2 separate regions of the Cricetulus griseus genome follow, and region 2 is linked to region 1. The links are chromatin contacts, called in public Micro-C maps. All regions are on one chromosome and are shown on one strand. Each heading gives the region's core, a stretch centred on a gene start, on an enhancer-like site or on the middle of the called end of the contact. The rest is flanking DNA. Distances are from core to core; before and after follow the strand shown.

Region 1 (3,252 bases), core at 589-3,088:
ATCATTTCTATGACATGTCCTAGGAAAGGTACCAGACTGCATCATCTAGTCCTCAGACCAAAGATTCTGACAAGTTGCTACAGCTTCTAGCTAAAACAGAATCTCAATGTAGACATAGCTGTGCCCACCTGCAAACCATTATTAATGAGCTGAAGGCAGGAGGATCTTGAGATTACAGCCAAGCCAGCCTAGGATGCATGGTAAGGCCTCATCTTGGGGAGGGAGGTGGGATGGGTGGGGCAGAGAAAGAAATTCCCAAAGAAGGGCCCAGTATACCTGTAATCCCAACTCCCCCAGAGACTGCGGTAGGGTTCCAAGTTCAGCCAGCCTCACCTACAGAGAGACTATGAAAAATGGGGGAGGGCTGCAAAGAATTCTATAAACACAGCCTACAAAAAGTAAAGTATCAGCAGGGCCTTTAATCCCAGCAAGTCATGAGGCAGGGGCAGGAGGATTGCTGCAAAGACCAGCCTAGTGTACCTAGTGACAGAGCTGTCTCAAAACAAGTAACAAAAAAAGCAGGCTATCACAACTACTTGCTTTAATCCCGGATACCTATATAATGTCATTATCTGGTTTTGTTCCAAAACAGAGGAGGAAAGAGCTGGATGTGATGGTGCAGGCCTGCAATTCAAGCACTTGAGAGGTAGAGAGGCAGGTGGATCTCTGAGTTCAAGGCTAGCCTGAGCTACATGAGGCAGGGTCTCAGCAATGATACTAAAGGAAAAATATCTAAGTTCTATCAAAACATACACGTTATCACAGCTCACACACATCTCACAGGTACATCTGCCTGGAGAATGTCTACCCTAGTTAAAGGCTCTGCCGATGAATGTATTATCCTGTTCCTATGTAGGGCAAGTCAACTAAAGCAAACTGGATGTAGCACCTAGTGAGGTCCTACTTTAGCATGTGAAATGGAAATCCTGAAATGTCAAATAAGTACTCAAGCCCAGAGAGCTGGAGATAAAATCCTATGCTGTTTTCCTTTTACCTTCTTTTTTTCTTTTTAAGATTTTATTTATTTATTATGTATACAGTCTTCTGCCTGCATGCAGATTCATTTAAGGTGGCTGTGAGCCACCATGTGGTTGCTGGGTATTGAACTCAGGACCTCTGGAAGAACAGTCAGTGCTCTTAACCGCTGAGCCATCTCTCCAGCCCTCCTTTGACATTCTTGACTGAATGAAGCAACTAAGATTAAAAATGAAAAAACTACTCAACCAGGAGCAGTGTGCAACCACTGGTGAATATCTCCGCCTGGACACTCACTCGGGCAAGCAAGTATGACTTTATGGCTCGGTTTCTTTCCCTGAAAAATGGGGTCAGTAACTTTGGAGGAAATAAAAAAACCCACCAAACCCCTTCATTATAAAAGTAAGAAAGCTTAGGCTTCCGACTTCTGTCATAACCGTGCTGTGAGGCAGCGGCGTTTTAACCTGATGCAGCTTCCGTCCACTGACAGCATCGCTCTCGTCTCCCCAGGGGTGGCCTGGCCCCGCGCTCAGTCTGGAAAGGCCCTGCCTTTACCTCAGGTACAGACTGAGGAGGGCTGGGGCTGCTCCACCACCACCCGCAGGGCTAACGGAACAACTCGGAGCTGGCTCCGGCCCGGCGACCCCGCCCGCGGCCCCCGCGGCCCCGCACTGACCCAGGTAAATCACGAGAGGAATAAAGCCCCAGCGGATCGCAAACTGGCCGCCCTTGAAGAGCTGCTGCAGCCTCTGCTTGGCTTCTTTGCTCAGCTTCACCATGGTGACGACGGGCCAGAGGAAGGACAAGTCTCCACCACGACGACGAGCGCGTCCGGAGCCCGACGGGAGCGGAGCTGCGCATGCGCCGCGGCGGCCTTTACGGCAGGAGTCGCGAGGCGTCGCCCGCAGAGGCCGTAACTCGCCGCCTTCCCCGCTGCCCGGCGCTGGGTGATACCTGCGCTCCCGTGGCCGGTCGCGTCCGTGTGTTAGCTTGGGCTTGTTCTTGGGAGAGAGGGAGGTTTTTTGTTTTTAAAGACAGGGTCTCGCTGTCTAGATTAAGCCGTCCTCGAACCCCTGAGATCCGCGTGCACTGAGTTTATCTCCTGCTTCCCTGGCTGGAGGACGCCGTAGGCGCGCGTTCGGGGCTTTCTTTTGCCTGCAACGACTCCTGTTTTCTCTTCCACAGTTTTTACCAGTTTGTAAAGCACATCTCCCAGTGTTCTTTCTTTGAGATAGAAGGAGTTTCGGTTAAATTCCAAACGGCAGAGCTTCACTCTGATTCAGTTTACCAGCCTGTGTTGTCTTGGATAAGTTCTTTAACATTCCGGACTCAGTTCCTTAAAGCCAGAGGTATGACTGCCTGAAAGGTTAACGATGAACCCTCACCCAACAGCACAATCTCTAGGTTTCCTTCCGCCTCTGCACGCACGCTCTGTTGTTTGTTGGTTTCCTAAGACAGGATTCCTCTGCTTGGAACTGTGGAACAAAAAAACAAACAAACAAACAAAAAAAACAGGCAAAAGAAGTCCCCCAAGTGCGTGCCTACTGCATCCTCAAGCAACCAGGGAAGCAGGGACGGCCTTGGCTATCCTGGAACTCTATAGACCAGGCTGGCCTTGAACTCAGAGATCCACCTTCTTTTGCCTCTAAAGAGTGCTGGGTTAAAGGTGTGCATTTACCACCATGTGGCCTATGATCTTTTTCACTTCCCAGCATTTTTAAATTGGGAAATTTCACATGAAATTCCAGGTTTATCTGTTGTGGCAGGTTCTTACTGTGTAACCCTTCTAGAACCCTTCTGTAAAGTCCCAGGCTGGCCTCAAACTCACAGTGATCTGCAAGGCTGTACCACCAAGTCTGACCTTTGGCCCAAGAGATCACACTGAAACAAAAAGGAGTCAGTGAGATGTGACTCCTGCTGGCTGTGTGTGAGGGGGCTCCCTCCTCTACTGTAAGTTCTAGTAGCAACAATCCATAATGTCTGACTCACCTCAGGCTCACATCTTGTCTTCCTTAATACAGAGGGTTGGTGGTTGTCCTCTCTTGGCTGGACATTACTACTTTAAAAGCTATTCCTCCTGGTGGGGATCTATACCTAGAAAACTTGATTATTTGGGGACGAGGCCATTGGTTTGTATTTGAGGCAGTCACATTTGAGTGTTTGATTGCAGGTCTAGAACTTCTTAATTTCTCAAGCTCCAAGAGAGCTCTTTCTTTTTTATGTGTATGGGTGTTTTGCCTACGTGTACGTCTGTAATGTGTACATGCCATGCCGTCT
Region 2 (3,209 bases), core at 478-2,977, 220 kb before region 1:
TGAGATAGGTCTCTCACTGAACCTGGGTCTTGTCATTTTGGTGAAACTGGATGGCCAGCAAGGCCCTGGATCTGTCTCTGTCCATCTGTCCTGGGGTTACAGACATGTGCTCCCACGCAGGCCTTTCTCTTGAACATGGTTCTCTGGCATGCAGTCTCAGGCTCTCATGCTTGCACAGCAAGTGCTTTACCCACTGAGCCAACTTCCCAGCTTGTCACTGTGCTCAGTGATCCTAAAGAATCAAGAGTCAAGAAATTCTCTGAGGAAAACCAGTAGTGACTTATCAAATACCTGCTACCAAAGTTAAACAAATCACAAGTCTTAGCCAGGTCATGGTGGCGCATGCCTTTAATCCCAGCTTTAAGGAGGCAGAGGCAGATGGATCTCTCGAGTTTGGGACCAGCCTGGTCTACAGAGCAAGTTCCAGGACAGCCAGAGCTACACAGAAAAACCCTGTCTCGAAAACCAAAACAATAACAACAAAACTACAGTATAGGCTGGCAGTGGTTCTAAAATCCTAGCACATCAAAGCAGGACCTGGCTCTTAAACCAGAGTGAATTTGACACCGAAAGGCACTGTCCTCTGTGCTGGTACCCATGCTCTTCCCCACATTCACTGTGACCGGGCTCATGGCAGGGTCAGGACTAGGAACCATGGCCAGCTTCACGTGGTTGCCAAGTCTAGCTGTGTGTGCTCTTAAAATTTTGTTTCAAGAGATAGTACAGGGCCTATCTGTTCAGCCATGAGAACATGGATTCTAACCTCGCAGCTCCCACATTTAAAGAAAAAGCAGGGCGGTGGTGGTGCACGCCTTTAATGCCAGCACTCTGAGGCTGAGGCAGTGGATCTCTGAGTTCGAGGCCAGCCTGGTCTCCAGAGCGAGTGCCAGGACAGCCAGGGCTGTTACACAGAGAAAACTGGTCTCAAAAGCAAGCAGACAAACAAACACAAAGGGCGGGGCAGGGTGGGGTTGTGGGGTGTGTGTGCAGGAACAAACAAAACTAAACCAAACCCTGAGCATGGCCACGCGCACCTGCAACCTCAGCGTGGGGTTTCTGGCTGGCAGGCTGGTTCCAGCTTCAGTAAGGGGATAAAGCAGAGAATGATAGAGCAGGACACCTAACACCCTCCTCTGTCACCTGGGCACGAACCCTGCACACACTTCAGATTGTCTACGATGGCCACGGGATGTGTGTTTTAAAAAAGACCGAGAGCCATTATTTCAGGTTGTCTCTGTGGTTTACGACTTCTATCCTGCTTTTAGAGGACAGGGCAGGACCCAGTAATTCACATTTCTAGCAGGTTTCAAGGGGTGCTACTAATGCTGGTCCGTGAGCCACACTTAACCAGGATCTTCATCAGCTGGCGCATTGTTTTTACATTGGCCCAAGGTTTCTCGGCAGGCAGAGGCCATATTCCTTTCCACAGGTGCCAGTAGTCTTTTGCCACTAGGTGGCAGCACCTATACACAAATCGCTACACACAAGCCTGCTGTAAAGTAAAAAACCCACCCAAGCAAGCAAGCTGAAGAAGTGTTGTAATCTGTGCTTATTCTACAAATTGGGTGATAACCTAATCCTGGAAGTTAAAATGATCGCTGGTGAAGAATACATGCCCGTGTAAACCATGCTGCAAGTGTGGGCACAGGGAAAGGAGCTGGCTCTGGGCATCTAGCCTGACAGCCCTGCGTGGGATGTCAATCCTCCATCCGGTGATTCAGAACCTTCCTCTCTGGACTCTGGCAAAGATGCAGAAAATTGCTCAAGGCGCTTTTGACAACTGCGCAATGCTCTCCCTTGCACCATTTTAATGAGGCACATCTGAGATTAGGAAGCTGCTGTTCTATTTTTAACAAGGGTCTCCAGAGAACTCTGTTTTGATGAACACAGATGTACTGGATGCTTTTGCCTTTTATGAAGTGATTTGTTGCAGGTCGGCCTCCTATAGGACTTCAAATGCGGATGAGCTACAGTGTCAGTTCGTAGACACTCGTCTCAGGAAGCTAGGTGTCACCCTGCAGCTGCACTGCGTCTTAGCTGAAATGTGAGAGAGCATTTAAGAAATGGAGATAGATAAAGTGTGTAAAAATACCCCCTTAATCACTCTGCACTGGTTCCACTGGATCCTCTAAAGGATTAAACACAAATTTTTAAATTAATTCCTCCTGTCTTTTTGTTTGTTTGTTTTTTGAAACTGGGTCTCATTATATAGCTGGGATGGCAATTCTTGTCTGTCAACTTGACTACATCTGGAATTAACTAAAACCCAAGCAGCTGGGTACATCTGTGAAGGAGTTTTTTCTTAATGAAGTCATTTGAAGGGAGAAGACTCACTTTTAATCCAAATCTTTTGAGACAGGAAGATACAGCTTTAATCCAGATCTTTGAAGAGGTATAATTCCCCCTCTAATCCAGGCCACAGTTTCTGGTGGCAGCCTGTGTAAAGGACATGGCAAAAGGACACTTTTTCCTTGGCCTGCTTGCTCTTTGTTTTGCAAGTCCACCCCTCACTGGCATTAGCGCCTGCCTCTTCAGGGTTCTGGCCGACGCATCCAGCCTCACAGACTGAAAACAATTGTACTTTTGGATCTTTTGTTGGCAGATAGTCATTGTTGAACTAGTGGGACCACAGTCTGTAAGCCAGTCCTATAAATGTTATACAGATGGGATTTATACATATTTATGCGATTTCACACACACACACACTCATATATATATATATATATGTGTACATATATATGTGTGTATACATACATATATATATATATATATATATATATATATATATATATTCTATAAATTCTGTTCCTCTAGAGCAGCAGTTCTCAACCTGTGGGTCCCAACCCCCGCAGGGGTCAGATGTCAGCTATTTACATTATGATTCATAACAGTAGCAAAATTAGTTATGAAGCAGCAACATAATAATTTTCTGGTTGAAGGTCACCACAACACGAGGAAGTGTATTACAGGGTTACAGCATTAGGAAGGTTCAGAAACCCTGTTCTAGAGACCCCTGACTAATACAACAGCCCAGGCTGGCCTTGAACTTACAGTAGTCCTCCTGCCTCAGCCTCCTGAATGTTGTGGTTACAGATATGAGCTGCTATGTCCAGCTGTTTATGTATTTTAACGTGGCTACTGGGAAAGATTAAATAATGCACACTCACAGTGTATTTTTATCAGACAGGTGCTCCATAGAAGGTGGAAAT

What was found. A called contact is a pair of places that touch in the nucleus more often than the background predicts.
Region 2: a contact with region 1 is called in a Micro-C map of the CHO-K1 cell line, with 5 times the contacts expected there. The contact joins the enhancer-like site here to the promoter of Tomm7 in region 1. A contact is called at or near these places in 4 of 8 Hi-C or Micro-C datasets (the CHO-K1 cell line, fibroblasts and liver).

The regions. Positions count from the first base shown.
Region 1 is chr8:92,667,624-92,670,875 of CriGri-PICRH-1.0, reverse strand. Tomm7 (mitochondrial import receptor subunit TOM7 homolog) reads right to left here and starts at 1,838. Exons shown (of 3, transcript XM_027429569.2): 1 at 1,652-1,838. The coding sequence starts at 1,754.
Region 2 is chr8:92,889,294-92,892,502 of CriGri-PICRH-1.0, reverse strand. LOC100758507 (dnaJ homolog subfamily B member 6) reads left to right here. Exons shown (of 9, transcript XM_035448949.1): 9 at 3,184-3,209. Among named protein-coding and RNA genes, the nearest start is that of Il6, 170 kb to the right of the region's middle. Within about 2 kb of position 1,727, at least 2 of the 6 cell types and tissues checked have open chromatin away from gene starts, as enhancers often do. A contact at or near this core is called in the CHO-K1 cell line and fibroblasts, where this site is marked.